Linked DNA regions of Zea mays: region 2 is linked to region 1. A link is a contact called in public Hi-C data. All regions are on one chromosome and are shown on one strand. Each heading gives the region's core, a stretch centred on a gene start, on an enhancer-like site or on the middle of the called end of the contact. The rest is flanking DNA. Distances are from core to core; before and after follow the strand shown. Region 1 holds the start of LOC103638100 (homeobox-leucine zipper protein HOX2). Region 2 holds the start of LOC100272427.

Region 1 (7,953 bases), core at 2,099-4,598:
AGCCATTCCTTCTCCTCTCTCTCGTATGCAAACAATGCATTTGCATAAGCCTGTAGTCAATGTCAATTGTTATGATCTAGCATCTGATTCCGAGACGAAATGAACTGTGCATATTAGAACAGTGCCCTAAATATATGTAGTATCTTACATTGTAGGGCATATTTTTCAGAAAATAGATCCAACAATTGTCCTATTTTATATTTTTCGTCAAATTAAATAGGGCGATATTTCCTCTGTCCTAGATATATTGCACCTCTCGGTCTGCCCTATCTCATCAACTATATTTTGGTATAGGGCTTCACTGTTGGGGCTTAATTTGTTTTGTGTGTCCCAAATACTTTAAATCAAGCCTCTTTTTAATTTTTAAGGCACACTCTTGGAGATGCTCTTACTGGTGCTGTTTTAAGCGGTTCTTTTCGTTCTCTCTGTAACGGAAGTGCTGTGATGTGTTTATTTAGACTGTCCATCTTTAGTCTTTAGCAATGGTACCGGTTCCTGAGAAGGAGCACAGCAGAAAAATGTGAAAGCAAACCGTCAATCAGCTAGGATCGAGTAGATATTGACAGTGTTTCTGGGGGGAGCAGGTGAGCCTTTGATGACAGTACGTGCTAGTTCCCATACGTACGCGCTGTGTTAAAGCAACGGGTGAGTGGTTAAAGTAAACAGCTTTCTCAGAAGACAGTAAAAGTAAACAAAGCATGGGCATGGTTTAAAGGCAGAAAGAACATGAAAACTGCTAGGGTTGGTCACTTGATCCAGTTCTAAAGGCACAAGGGACATCAACATCTTGATCACTTCATCTGGAACGCGGGAGCTTAAGCCAAACTACTACTACTCAGTTCAAGAGAGGATCTTTCGGGCAAACTGTTCCTAAGCACTCTCGCCGTCCTGCCCTGAACACAGTAGTAGCCGTGTTAGGTTAGATCAGGTCAGGTCAGGTCAGCCCTTTCTCCTGCGCTGATTGGCAACACAAGCTGTCAAGCTGTTCATGCGAGGACTGGAAAGCTGGGAAGCAAGCAAGCTTTCGATTAAATCTGATCCCTGCAGATCGCGTAAAGATACAACTGTCGGCTCGGCTGAAAAGAACTCGCGCCGGGCCCAAACCCCCAATGCAATCAGGCAGGATTTCATAGTCTAATCGTACTGGCCACTCCTAAAGCTCTGACGACCGTGACTTTAGGTCTTTAACCCGCTGTCACTGCTCTTCAGATTTGCTTTCGATTAAAGAACATGAGCAAAAAGCTCACCTTGCGCATGTTTATTTTATTTATATATCAGCAGTACGTCTCAGTCTCAGTCTCCCTCTCCCCCCTTGTTCATGATGAATCGTTCGTGCGCATCGCCGTCAAATAATCTCAGTATCTCGGCTGTCACTGTCTGTAATAAAGGTTCTGTCGAGACTGATGAAGAAGAGCAGCTGAGCAAGCAAGGCTGGTTGCATCGCATTGGTCTTGGTCAGGTGCAAATCACACGGCAGCGGGAAGGAGAAATCATTGGTCCGATCGGATCCACAGACATGGATGGATGGATGGCCGCAGATAATGATAGCGCTGTCGGGCGACCGAGAAATAATACTGCTGCTTGTAGTAGAGATTTCATTCCCATTAACTTTCTTCACCAATCAATTAGTAGTAGTACAAACAATCACTCACGCTGTTATTTCTCACCAACCCAGCAGCAGCAGAGGTTAGGTGCGAGCTGGTTTTACATGACACTAACACGGCGTCCATCAGGGAAAAAAAAAGCAGACAGCCATCTTTTGGTTTGTTTGTTTGTTTGTTGCTCGTTCGTCGTTTTCAGAAACCCACCCAACTGATGAATGAATTCATCGAAGAAGGAAAGAACAGAAGAAAAAAAAAACAAATCTCCTCTCGTCTCCTGATTGATTAATTGTAATTAATTAATTGATTAATTACCCCAACCGCCAGTCCACCACCTGCGAGATCCTCTCCTAATCGTCGTCAATCACCATCTTCTTCGATCTAACCTTTTTTCCACTTGCCATGGCAAGATCGACCGAGCAGCGAGCAATGCATGGATCGGTCGACGGACATGGACGTGTGTCACGGCGGCATCAGAAGAGTTCTCTGGTGACGAGCGGCGGCGCGGCGGTGTTCCACGTGCCCTGGCTCGTCCGGTCAACGGCGGCGGCCGGGAAGAACTGGCAGTGGCTGGGCCTGGGCACGACGCTGCCGCCACCGGCGGCGACGGTAGGCTTGGGGTGGCATTGCGGCGGGGGCGGCTGGTGGTGGTGGCTAGCGGCGGCCGCGACGCGGCGGCAGGACGGGCACATTGTGAGGGTGGCGGCGGCCGAGGCGGGCTGCGCGGCGGCCGACGACGGCGGCGCGGCCTTGAGCGCCCTGAGGTCGGCCAGCTCCTTCTCGAGGCGCTTGTTCTCGTCGGCGAGGCGGTCGCACCAGCGCTTGAGGTACTCGCAGTCCACCTCCGTCTGCTTCAGCTTGGTCCGCGCGCGGCGGTTCTGGAACCACACCTCCACCTGCCGCGGCCGGAGGCCCAGGCGGTTGGCCAGCTGCACCTTCTGCTTCTGCAACACCCGAGACCACACGACAAAAAAATTATCAGACACACCGCCGGGACAAGATCGCATCGAACCTGCCGCGACCGACGGCGAGGAGGAAAGGGTGGGAGGGATGCTAGCTTACGGGGTTGAGCGTGCTGTGCGTCTTGAAGCACTCCTCGAGGACGGCGGCCTGGTCCTTGGAGAGCCTGAGCTTCTTGCGCCCGCCGGCGCCGCCGTCCGCGCCGTCCTCCTCGTCGCTGCGGACGCCTCCGGAGCCGGTGCGCTCGAGCTCCCCCTCCCTCTCCCTCTTGGCGGTGGTGGTGTCGCCGCTGTCGGGCGACGTGGACGCGCGCATCGTCATCGCGGCGCCGGCGTGGTGCTGCGCGTACGCGTCACCCCGCGCCCTGGCGACGTCGGCCACGACGGAGCTCAGCGCGGCTGCCCAGGGGGAGGAGCCGGCGGTGGTGGTGGAGGAGGAGAGGCTGCCCTGGGAGGTGAGGGTGAGGCCCAGGCTGAGGCCGAGGTCGAGGCTAGCGCTGGCCTGGGGCATCATCCTGAGACGACTGTGAGGGTGAGGCGAGGGCTCGGCAACGGTGGTGGTGGTGGCGGTGGCGGCGACGGCGGAGGGGGCAAGGGAAGTGGTGGTGTTATAAATAGGCGGGGTGGCGGGGGATTGGAGCCAGCCAGCTGCTTCCTTGCGCTAGCAGCTGGGCGGGGACGGACGAGGGTGGCTGTGCAAATCATGAGCTGTGCGGTGCGGGTGAAGTGGATCTCCGCTCCTGTGCACCGCAATTATTAATGGAAGGGAAGGGACGAAGGGACTGCCTCGTGGGGCGCTCATCATCGCGGCCATGAGCGATCTACTCCTGCCTTTTTGACCCTCTCCCCTCGGCTCTCGGCTCCAATCCATCGGCTCAGCCGGTCTCATGCGTGCATGTCTCGGGCTTTGTCGCGGGGAGTTTGGTTTGGATTGGCTCGATTGTTCGTGTGGGTAGGAATAGGCAATTAGGTAGGCATAGGACATCATACGGTAGGCTCAATCTAAAAAACTTGGTGCGTGCGTGCGTTCGGCTATTGGTCGGCCAATCTTACGTTTTGATTAATTCGATGACGACTCTTGCGGAAAACGGATGATTGATCTAAAAAGTAGTATTGGGAATTAGGCCATGTATGCGGTGTCTATCATGCTTCGGATCAAATAGGTTCTGACCGAAAAGGCCTAAGGGCATGTACAACCTAGATACTGCTGCACGGTACTCCAAGTATAAGACACAACTAAAACACAACATAATACAGTGGTCATGTCTAAAACATGTTTCTTACAATATTCATTGTACCAATCAGAGCATTTAATAAATTAAAGTGACCAATCAGCTAGTCTCTTGTCTCAAACATAGAACCAAGATATTGTGTCTTCGTCAAGATACATGTCTTAAGTTTTTTTACATTCACCCCTCTAGACACACTCTAAGACACAACTTAAGATACCCATTGCACATGCCCTAAAAACTTTTGATCGTGTCGTGTCATTCTAAAATATAAAAACAGTGGTTTAGCCTAACTCTAAAGCACACCAAACTTTTATCGGGTCGTACCGGCCTAAGTCTGCTCCACATATTTGAACCACAAAAGTTCCAAACAGTATAACCACATAAATCTATATCTTACCAAATTAAAGAAAATTAAACATTGTGTGCTTCATTGTGTCAAGCCGGCCTAAGCTTGCGCCATGTTGAGGGTACGATAGACCAAAAATTAAGGCCCGGTCAGCCGTGCCTTCAGGTCATGCTAGCTCAACCCATAGACTTTGGGTTGGGCCATGCTTTGGGCTCCTGATTTTGGGTCGTGCTCGTGCTGGACAAAAAGCACGACCCATGTTGCTAGCACGGCTTACACATCAAATGCATACAAATTAGATTGTTTTTACTATTGTCTACAGGTGAATATAGTTTAATAATCCATCGAGCTAGTATGCCATATAACACATACACCTTAGTTTAATTTCTTTATATAGTATTGCTAGAATATAATAAAAAACTTGGAAAACCCAAACGAAAGACTTGACTCTAAGACCATTCTGCCCACCATCAAATAACATAGTGTAAGCAACAACGAGCTCCACCCTCCCACATACATCACACACACCACTCTCGGTCCTCAATTCCTTTCACTCTCAATATACCCTCATCTCTTGATTTCCTCCAATTTGTCTCATGGAAATATCCAATTCCATCACAATCCACTCCATCTAGATCCAACTCCCATGCCTCCATGATTGCTACATGGGAATAATAATACCGGGAGGGTTGTTTCTCCCTCCCCAGTCTGTTTTTTACACTTACACTAGTGTTGGGAATAGGGTTCGGTTGGGCCTATCGTGTTTTGGGCCAAATAGGCTCGGGCCGAGAAGGCCTAAAAAACTTTTAGGCGGGTCAACCCAAAAGGTAGAAACAGTGGCCCACATCTCTAAAGAACGCCAAACTTTCATAGGTTGTGCCAGCCTAAGCATGGCCCACATATTTGAACCACAAAAGGTCCTGACATTACAACCACATAAAGTATGCAGCTTACTAAATTAAAGAAAACTAAACACTACATGCTTCATTGGGTCAGGTCGGCCTAAGCCCGTGCCATGACAAGGGCACGGCGTGCCGAAAATTAAGGCTCACTCCAACCCTGCCTTCGGGTCATACTAGCTTGACTAGAGATGCAATGGGTAAATACCCACCGAGTATTACTATCCTATACCCATACCCACGACAAAAAAAATAGCCCCGTCGGATCACTCATATCCACAGTGGGTATGAATTTACCTCCATACTCATACACATGTGGGTATGGCTCACCCGTCGGGTCAACCGTACCCACAAAGATTAAACATTTATATTATACAAATGTCAAGTATATCCATCTAAATACCATTACAAAACTTGGTGCGTGCATAGGAATAGGCAATTAGGTAGGCATAGGACATCATACGGTAGGCTCAATCTAAAAAACTTGGTGCGTGCGTGCGTGCGTTCGGCTGTTGGTCGGCCAATCTGAAGTTTTGATTAATTCGACGACGACTCTCGCGGAAAACGGATGATTGGTCTAAAAAGTAGTACTGGGAATTAGGCCAGGTCAGGTCTATCGTGCTTCGGATCATAGTTTCGGACCGAGAAGGCCTAAAAAATATTTGAACCATTCAAAAATATAAAAACGGTGACTCGATCTGACTCGAAAGTACGCCGAACCTTCATCGACTCGTGTCAGCCTAAGTCTTGCCCACATATTTGAACCATAAGAGGTCCAAACATTATAACCATATAAAGTTCATATCTTACCAAATTAAAGAAAGATGGAAAGTGCATCTTCTCACTGCCACCACCGTCGGTATGGTAGCCTCTTCTACACTTCGTGCCCTTTGTAGACCTAATAGAAAAAACACTTAACTTGGAGGTTATTTCGATATAGCCTTCCGAAAAAGAAGATGCACCTTGTTGGTATGAGTACTCTATTCTATTAAGCCTTGGCCAGGATATCACCATCCATTAGGGACAAGATATCACACATGCAAACAACAATGACTTATTGTCCCTTTATATATATTTGCTTCGTGTTGTTGCTCTACTAGCCAATAACTAGTTAGCCATCAATATTATTTGTGTTTGTATTAAATTACGAGTTTCCGCTTAATATTCCCATCCTCGTTCGTTTTCGCACAACCGTTTATCCCGCTCCCGTTTTCGTCCCGGCTATTCTGGACCGGACTCGTTTCCGGTGGTAAATTGTGTGAACGTAAATGAGCAATGGTTTTTTTCGTCTGTTTTCATCACTAGAGTGGCTTACTGAAAATGAAGGTGATATATATATACTAGTTTGTTGTCCGTGCGTTGCGACGACTCACAACAATACCCACGTAAACTATCCAGCAAAAAACCTCAAGATTTTTTAATGATTGTCTCCGCTCTCCGCATAATATTTTTTTATTAGACTAAACTGATGTTATGGTTTACTCCATCCAATATGTCTTGGTACAACAGGACCAATAAAGGGAGCGATTAGAAGAGAGTTCACAATGACTGACTGAACGATAGAGATTATAGAATAACATAATTCTACCATACAGAGACCAAATAAGAGGAAGTTTGTGAGCTCATGTTTCTAAAATAAGTCACATGAACTCAAACTTACAAAAAAGATAAATCAAAATATGGAGTGATTGCTAAAGTGAGTCATCAATAAAAACTGGATGCACTCCATACAAATTATGGTACTCCATAGCAATTACTAATGTTTGAAACCAACAACTAACCTTTCCTTTTACTGTTAGCGTGACAAATCATTGCTGCTCCATCCAATTCAGCAACCTCAAACACCATGGAGTCCATTGCGCCAATGTGGTCTCAGAAACGACCTTATGCATGTAAGAGCCAAGAACATAAAGGACGTGCACCCCGTGATAGTGCTCGCATGGACCTCTAAATCTTAACACATATTTTGCAGGATCCATGAGTCATCATTAGAAGAACACAAACCACGTGTAGACAATAAATAAAGTATTAACATACCCAAATTATGTTCAATCCTTAGCACAACAAAAAACTAACACACAAAACAACAGAGGAACAACACAATAATTTTTGCAATGACTAAAGAATGTGTGATATGTACATAGAAGTGGTAGAAGCATACTAAGTCGACACCATGGTAAGGGAAATGCCATATAGACAGACGATGACGAGCCATCGAACGGGTACCATAGTGAAAGGGAAATGTGCCCTTGGGCCATTTCTATAAGATTTTGGTGATTAAGTGCCCAACACACATTAAGGAAATGAGTATATACCAAAGGGTGGACAAAGTGCAAATCAATACAAAAGTATGATTCTAGACTTAGTACATTGGTTTTTGCGTGCTAACATATTTGTCTAAGTGCTAGAATCAGAGAAAAGACAATTGGAAAAGACTTGGCTCGAGCAGCCAAGACTCTGCTCAGTCTGGGTGCACCGGACTGTCCGGTGGTGCAACGGACAGTGTCCGGTGCGCCAGGCTGGCTCTGGTGAAAAGGCTGCTCTCGGGAATTCGTCGGCGGTGTACGGCTAAAATTCACCGGACTGTCCGGTGTGCACCGGACTGTCCAGTGTGCACCGGACTGTCCAGTGAGCCAACAGTCGGCCGCGCAATCCACGCGTGACGCGTGGCCAGGCCAATGGTCTGAAGGGGGCACCGGACTGTCCGGTGTGCACCGGACTGTCCGGTGTGCACCGGACAGTGTCCGGTGCGCCAACGGCTCCAAACCTTCAACGGTCGGCTGCGCCAGAACAGGAAAGAAATCCGCACCGGACAGTGTCCGGTGGTGCACCGGGCTGTCCGGTGTGCCAGTCGACAGAAGGCAAGAATTGCCTTCCTAGAATGCTCTCAACGGCTCCTAGCTGCCTTGGGGCTAT
Region 2 (7,953 bases), core at 3,652-6,151, 140 kb after region 1:
GGATGAACGAGAAAATAAAGAGAGGGAGGATGCTTGCAATCGTAGAGGTGATGGAAATAATCTAGATCAACTTGGTGGCGATGGTTCCGCGGCTTTGCCTTATGTTGATTTTTTGCAGCACGAGACCAGAGTTGTCTATGACTCTAATCATCTAGTGATGGAGGTTGGCAGCTTGTATGCATCTATGACTGAATTTAGGCTGGCAATGAGATAATATGCCATAGACAAAGAGTTCGAGTTAGGTATTGAGGCTAGTACAACGAAGAAATATAGAGGCTATTATCGTGGAGGCGGCTGTCCTTGGAGCATAAATGCAAGAATTGAGAGGGATGGTTTGCTGACCATAATTGTATGTTTTTTATGTCAAGAACTTAACTTATTTATATTGTTGTGGCCTTCAAAGTAATCCAATGAGAGTTTTATTGTTGTTGCTATTTTTGTAGGTGACTGTGTTGAATGATCATCACACTTGTACTTCTAGTGGACGGAGGAGGACTAGCACACCAACAAGTGCTTGGGTTGCTTCCAAAGCTCTTCCTATTATTGTTAAGAAACCACATATTGGTGCTAAGGAATTACAAACTGCACTTCAAGATACCTACAAATGCACAAATGCGTATGACACGGTTTGGTATAGAAAAGAGGAAGCCTTGAAAGTCTTGTTTGAGACTTGGGAAGAGAGCTTTCAACTTTTGTACAGTTGGAAGGAGGCAGTATTGCAGAAGTCACCTGATAGTGTCATGAAATTGATGTTCGAGTAGAAGATGGTCGATTCTACTTCACACTCTTCTTTTGTGCTCTTGGACCATGTATCACAGGCTTCTTACAAGGTTGCAGACCTTATTTGAGTGTGGATTCATAAGAGAAGGCGAATTGGACGGAGGTTAGAAGGAAAGATACTACCCTCCATCATAGCCCAACTAAATGCACGTACTCGAGGGCTCGGACACCTGGAAGTCATAAAAGGTGATGACTATGTTGCCGAGGTGAGAGACAACAGTGACTGTGTTTCTAGATATGTGGTGAAGGCATATCTAAGAGAATGGTCATGCCTAGAGTGGCAACATACCAGGAAGCCTTGCCACCATGCATTATGTCTAATAACTGCACAACAATTCAGAGATGCGATGATGGAGGAGTTTGTTGATGATTACTACTCTGTAGAGATGTATAGGAAAGCATACTCAAGATTGGTGGAGCCAATTGAGAACAAATTGTTTTGGCCTAAGGTGGACTTTGCAAAAGAGGTTGGTGCACCCCTTGGTAAAAGAGGTGTCGGACGTCAAAGGAAAAATAGGATCAAGACTTGTCTTGAGGGTGGTAGCAGCAAGAAGAAGCCTTCAAATGACAACGAGAAAACAAAGAAACTAATTAGGGGAAAAATCAAGTGTCCAAATTGTGGGGAGTTAGGGCATAGGAAGAGTAGCTACAAGTGTCCCCTTAATGGTACAAAGAAAAGGTACTACGTAAACGTCAACTTTCTTTGTAACATTATTATTGTTTATCTAACTTATATCATCACATGAAACGGAGGCCAAGGAAAAACACAACAAAGAAATGGTTTCCAACACCGCCAGAGGCTGATACTGATCATCAGCTTGTTGGCATGGAAACAACATCACAAGAACCTGTTAACAACATCCCTTCTTCCTCGCTGCCAATAATAGAAGAGGCTTCTACTATTCAGCTGTCAACAAGCGAATGGTCACCACCTAGGAGACTTCGGACAACTGTCAAAAAGAAGCTTACTCCGAAGAAGAAGTTCTGTTTCTGAGTAGCAGCTTAAGTTCTGTGAACAATTTATATGTATCTAGCAGTAGAAGTTTCTGTGAACAAAGTCTAAGAATTTCTGTTTGTGTGAACAATTTCTGGAAGTGAATGATCATGTGTTTGTGGCAGTCCAGAATTTTTTAGCACTTAATGATCATCAACAAACGGATTTTCTGGCAGTCCAGATTTTTCTGGCAGTGAATTGTTTTCGCTTGGTGAATTCAGTAGCTTGTTTTCGGACTGTTAACCAGTCGCTTGTTGGCAGTCGCTTGTGTTTCTGGCAGTGAATTCAGTCATGACCATCGGATGGGAACCAGTTCATTTAGTAATGAACCTGCTGAATCTGTGAATTGTGTTAATAAGAGTTCATTTAGTTAGGAACCATCGGATGGGAACCAGTTCATTTAGTAATGATCATGTGTTAATTCAGTCATGATAAGACCTTTTCTTGGTATCTTGTCCCCACCAGAGACATCAATAATGTAGATTATGTAGTCTGCTAATTTTCTGCTGAAGTTAGCTGCCAAGTTATCTGCATGGAAAAGGCACAAATGGCACTCTTTAATGCTGGATTGTTTAAAATTTTCAGAACCAGAGGGATGCTTGACATATTCAGGACACCTGAGGTTTCAGCTAACATGATGCTAAAAAAACAGTAGAATCAGAATGCAAAATTTTCTTTTACGCAAGAACTTGAAAGGAGCATATTCTAATGTCCAGTATCAAACATGAGACAGCCATAGAGGAAACATGATCCATGTAGAAACTATTACTCTGAAATAATGTTTATATGGGTATGTAGGTTTGCACTTTGCACAGATATATCCATGACAATAGGAAAAGCTCAGTATATAGGAGCTCAGTACTTTGGGTCTGTTCTTCTGGAAAAGCTCAGTATAGAGGAGCTTATGAACACAAGCTGGAATAAGTTGAATTCATTAAACTGGGCACACATAGTTGAAGGTACATCATGAACTACAAGTTGAAGATACATTATGGCCAAAACAATCATGGCCGAAACAAAGTTGAACTAAAAATACATCATGAACTACAAGTCTCACAAAATACATTGGCCATAGAATACTACATCAAATTAATACATGGCTATTGTCGAGGAGGCAACTCTATCACAGACAAATAACTCAGATAGGCTCGTTCATATGTGATAAACGACGATCATTGATCTCATCCGAGTCAAAAGAAGAGTTGTCTTCATCCGAACCACACTCCTCAGTACAATCACAATGAACATCAGATTTGAAATCATCGTACATTCCAAGGACTTCGTAATCCTCAAGTAGAGGTTGCGAACTAATAAGAACTTCCTCCAAATCCCTGCTCATAGTGTCTAGACCTTTTGCAATTTCAGTAACATCACTCATGGCATTAACCAAGCAATTCTTGTGCACCATATCCAAATACTCAGGCACATGATTGCGGTGGCTCAACCTCCTCAACTCATCGGCAGATAATTGCATCTGTCTAATGGCGTCTAAAAGACTATCCCAAACTCGATTATATCTCTGCGCCTACAACCAAATGAATAATGAGATTCAATAACACATTATAGTATTGACTGTTACTATTTAATGTTATTTACAGTAAAACATACCAGATCATGTGTCCTACATAATCGATGGCGCGGACGTAATCTACTAGTGCCATAATCAATGTTGCTCGTGTCGACGATGCATGTGCGCCTACTCCCATCAATCAGCCTAGTCCCATTTGCAGCTTCTGCGACATCTTTGCGTGTGCCGGCCCTAGCAGGTCCTGATCCGATAGGAGTGGATCTTGGAGATTTCTCCATTGTCGTAGGGAAGCAACCTACAACGAGCTGCTCAAGATTGATGGCTACAACGCTCACCTACGACGGGGGTCGAGCACCAGGGAGAGGAGCGCCAGGGAAGAGAACAGGGGCACCAGAGAGGATAGAGCGCTCGAGAGGATACCTAGGCAGGGAAGGAAGACAGGGCCGAGCACCAGGGAGAGGAGCGCCGTCGGACAAGATGAGCTCCAGCGCGCGCCGGGAAAGAAGAGCGTCACCAGCTCCAGCTCCTGCGCCGATCCGTTCTAAGAAACGGGGCAGTGAGATGGACTGCCGTAACAGCGACTGCGGATCGGCTAAATCAGACTTCGATAGCAAAAAAACGAAGTTGAAAGGATTATAATACTAAAATTCCAATTCCGGTGTTTGGGATACCTATTTTCAGAAGCTCAATCTTGGTGATACCTTGGTTCCAAAAAGCTCCAGAAAACACCAGCGTTCTGAAGACTAACCGTGCATGCTGTAAAGAATATTCAAGAAAAATCCTTATCCGTAAAAAGAAGATCGAACGGTGCAGCCAATTATCATCGTAGCGACGCTTGAGGGGAGGGGGGGAGGGGAGGAGGAAGAAGCTTCTGTCGGCCAGCGCACATCACAGCGAGGGACGAAGCACCAATGGGGCACCTAGGCCAGCGAGGCAGCGTTTGAGGCGGCGACGGGGAGAGGAGAAGGAAGCCCATGGCGGCCAGGTTGTGTCGCAATGAATGGACGAAGCACCTAGGGGAGCACCAGGGCTAGCGAGGTAGCGTTTGCGCGGCAGGGGTGGGGGTGGGGGTGGGAGGGGACGAAGCCACCCGGACGATGTGTGAGGGGCGGGGACTGGGTTTCGTCGAGCGGAATCTCGAAGCTTCTGGGAGAGACTGAAGCAAAATGGAGAGTTGACTGATCAGGTGATCCTAGTGACCATCAAAACTAGATCTAATGGTTGAGTTTTTCGTGTTGACGTGGATTCCCTTTAGAAAGCCATTTTGAACCGGCTTTGTAATATAGAAAATAATGGCATAACCCATACTTGTCGGAAAAGCAGTTTATCTGAGAAGTTGGTAAAAACAGCTTTTGCTTGTTGGTTGTTTTTAGTTTATTATGAAAAACAACTGAATTGATAAGTTACTTCAGAAGCTATCTATTTAGTACAACTTCTGTTTAAAACTGTGTAGAAGCTGAAAAAAAAGCTGTACCAGGCTATTTTGTTGTGAAACTGGAAAAACTGAATCTCTAATTCTTTAAAATGAAGCGTTCCCGTACGGGTTAATTTATCTCTTTTGTAGGCCGAGTAATATATTGGCCCAAGCTTGAATGGACACGACACCACTGACTCGTCCGGCCCAACTGAACACCGAACCTAACAGGAGGTGCCTCTTCTCTTCAGTTCTTCTCAGTTTCTTTCTTGTGAGGGAGGCCAAACGATACAGGAATACGATACGCCGCTCGCCTGAATCGAGACCACCACCGCTCCCGCTCTGCCTCACCTCGCCGACTAGAGTTTTTGCCGCCGCGGATCTCGCCGTCCCCGCCATGGATACGTCGGGCTCCTCCGCAGCCGCCGGCGACGCCCCGACCACCGGGGAGCACCGGATGGGGACCACCATTGTCGGGGTCTGCTACGAGGGTGGCGTCGTCCTCGGCGCTGATTCCAGAACCAGCACTGGTACGCCCTTCGCTTCATATCGATCTGTGTATGCCGCAGGGGATCCTGCCGTAGATTTGGCGCGGGGATGGCGTTGCGGGCCTAGGTTTTCGCTTGGATCGTTGAGAATCGAGGCGTGTCTGGCGATGTCGATGGCTGTGATGTGTCCTGCCTTTGCAGCCTTTCTACTTTGGCTGTTAGGTTCATTGATTTGTTTACACTGGCGATATCGGGCCAATTGGTCTATTTGTTTCGCTGCTACCTGCTAGTCACTTAGCTGCCACTTGCGATATTAGATGAATTTGGGTATTAGTAGTCGGCTATGCTACCCTGTTTAATTCTTAAGGTCGCTAATGGATGAGTTTTGGCCTTCATTTCTGATGAAGAAAAGATATAGAATAGTCCAACTCTGAGCTGTGCGCTGTATTTCATATGATTAAACTAAAACTAACACCCTCTGTTACAGTTATTTTTTTCTACGTTTACCATGATCATAGTTCTTATGAAAATGTAGGCTCAGCTCAGATGAGATTATGTGCTCGCTTTTGTTGAAGGATGTAAGTTTTTTATTGATTTATATCGAATTAATAGAAAACATGCCTCCTTAAGTTCGTGTAGATTCATACTCGGACTTGTCCAGAAAAAATGCTTTTGCTCCTGTTTCTGCCAAATAAATTTCATTATTAAGCTGATGTATTCTTTATTTTAAATTTGGCCAAGTGCTAACATTTCCTGCTCCAACTCAGGAATGTATGTAGCCAACCGTGCTTCAGACAAGATTACCCAATTGACAGACAATGTGTACGTTTGTCGCTCTGGATCTGTAAGTGTTGTTGTCTTCTAATGTTATTGCTCTACTATGATGTTTGGTAGAAACTTTCTTCTTACTTTGCCCTTTCACAAGTTATTAATGAACATTCCGTGTCGTTACTGAATCAGTTAAACGGTATATGAGCTAGTAGTTATTCTCATTGCTGTTTTTATGCTACCCCGTCTCATATTGTCTTTGCTAGAAAGTAATTCCTCCTTTGCATGGTGCCAGAGATGGCACATTCATTTTTGCAAGTTTCAAATTCACATGCAAAACTCTTGCTATTTTAATTTATCACAGGCTGCTGATACACAAGTCATTTCGGACTATATACGTTATTTCCTCCACCAACACACGTAAGTTTGTTCTTCATACACAACTTAACAGTATTCGATCTTTCATTTGATGAATAAATATACTGAATGATACTTAAATTCTCTTTGAACAATATGATGGTATACAATTACTTGAGATATCTGACATGCGAGGTAGTTGATGCTAAAGTTACCCTCCTATGCAGAATCCAGCTTGGACAACCAGCTACTGTTAAAGTTGCAGCTAACTTGATTAGGTTGCTAGCTTATCAGAATAAGGTATGTTCCGTAGCATTCCAGGTTCCAGCACAAACTTACTTTCCTCATTGATAAGTACCTGGTGTCGTAATTTGATGTTAAACTCTTGTTGAACTAAAAAAATTGTGTGTTATTAATATCCAGAACATGTTGCAAGCTGGCATGATTGTTGGAGGATGGGATAAGTACGAGGGAGGCCAAATTTTCTCAGTCCCTCTTGGTGGAACGATCTTGAAGCAACCATTTGCAATTGGAGGTATAATTTTGCCCATAAAGTTGCATTGTTCCTTTCTTTCAAGTAGTATTTCAATGCCACTTCCATTATCCTCTTGGCTGTAACATATCTTTTGTGCTCTGGCTAGTGATATGGTAATTAAATCACTTACTGCTTGAGTTGTACATGATATCTGAGTGATCATACTGTAAATCTCATTATGAAAAACTTCGCTTTGCTGAGAAATATGACCCTTTCTATTTTCTTAAGTGCATGCTACATCAGGTTATTGTTTCTGACAGTTATGTTGGCTCTGAATCGCAGGCTCAGGTTCCAGTTATCTTTATGCACTTCTTGATCATGAATGGAAAGAGGGAATGAGCCAGGAAGAGGCAGAGGTATGTTGCCAAGTTCTTCTTAGGGCATGTTTGGACCCCATATGCTAAACTTTACCAGGGTGCTAAAGTTTAGCACACCTTAAGGAGCTAAACTGCTATTGTGTGCTAAAGTTTAGCACTTCACCTTTAGCACATTTTAGTACTTAGAGATCCAAACAGAAGTACTAAAAGGTGCTAAAAGTGAAGTGCTAAACTTTAGACATTCTTCTAGTATTGTAGTAGTATAGTAGTATGACTGAAGGTTATTAATTGTGTAAAGCGAATAGACTATAGAGTACAAAACTTGCCTCAATTTTCCTAATATGTTTCTAATGGTCATATATACAGAAATTTGTGGTGAAGGTAGTTTCCCTTGCTATGGCCCGTGATGGTGCTAGCGGAGGGGTTGTCCGTACAGTTACAGTAAGTTCTTTATTTTTATGTAAATTTTTATGCTCAGTTCCCTTCAGAAATATTGAAACATAGCAATCACCTAAACTATTTGCGTATCGTGGATTGTCTTACGTTATGTTGGTTTTGGCACGTACACGTAGCATCATGCTTTTGATAGCTTTCAAAGTGAAACTTAATCAGCTTTACTGAAATTCGTGATGTTTGAACATTTGAATCCTTGTGCCATACATTCATCTGTCCACTAAGAAAAAATGATTGTATCAAAATGAATTAGAACGAAGGTACAAGATCAACTGGAATACTCGATCTCAATGCTGCTAGACTGCTATACCGTTTAGGT

Evidence for each region. Hi-C and Micro-C count contacts between places; a contact is called where the count stands out from the background.
Region 2: a contact with region 1 is called in a Hi-C map of ear, with 1.7 times the contacts expected there. The contact joins the promoter of LOC100272427 here to the promoter of LOC103638100 in region 1. A contact is called at or near these places in 3 of 25 Hi-C or Micro-C datasets (bundle sheath, ear and tassel) and 1 of 3 datasets of contacts at active chromatin or transcription factors (leaf).

What each region holds. Positions count from the first base shown.
Region 1 is chr9:22,684,264-22,692,216 of Zm-B73-REFERENCE-NAM-5.0, forward strand. LOC103638100 (homeobox-leucine zipper protein HOX2) reads right to left here and starts at 3,349. Exons shown (of 2, transcript XM_008661089.3): 1 at 2,664-3,349; 2 at 1,576-2,545. The coding sequence starts at 3,074. The coding sequence ends at 2,075. LOC103639799 (U-box domain-containing protein 35) reads left to right here. Exons shown (of 9, transcript XM_020544028.3): 9 at 1-154.
Region 2 is chr9:22,826,814-22,834,766 of Zm-B73-REFERENCE-NAM-5.0, forward strand. LOC100272427 reads left to right here and starts at 4,902. Exons shown (of 8, transcript NM_001359711.1): 1 at 4,902-5,246; 2 at 5,972-6,048; 3 at 6,337-6,392; 4 at 6,557-6,629; 5 at 6,753-6,864; 6 at 7,147-7,220; 7 at 7,548-7,622. The coding sequence starts at 5,114.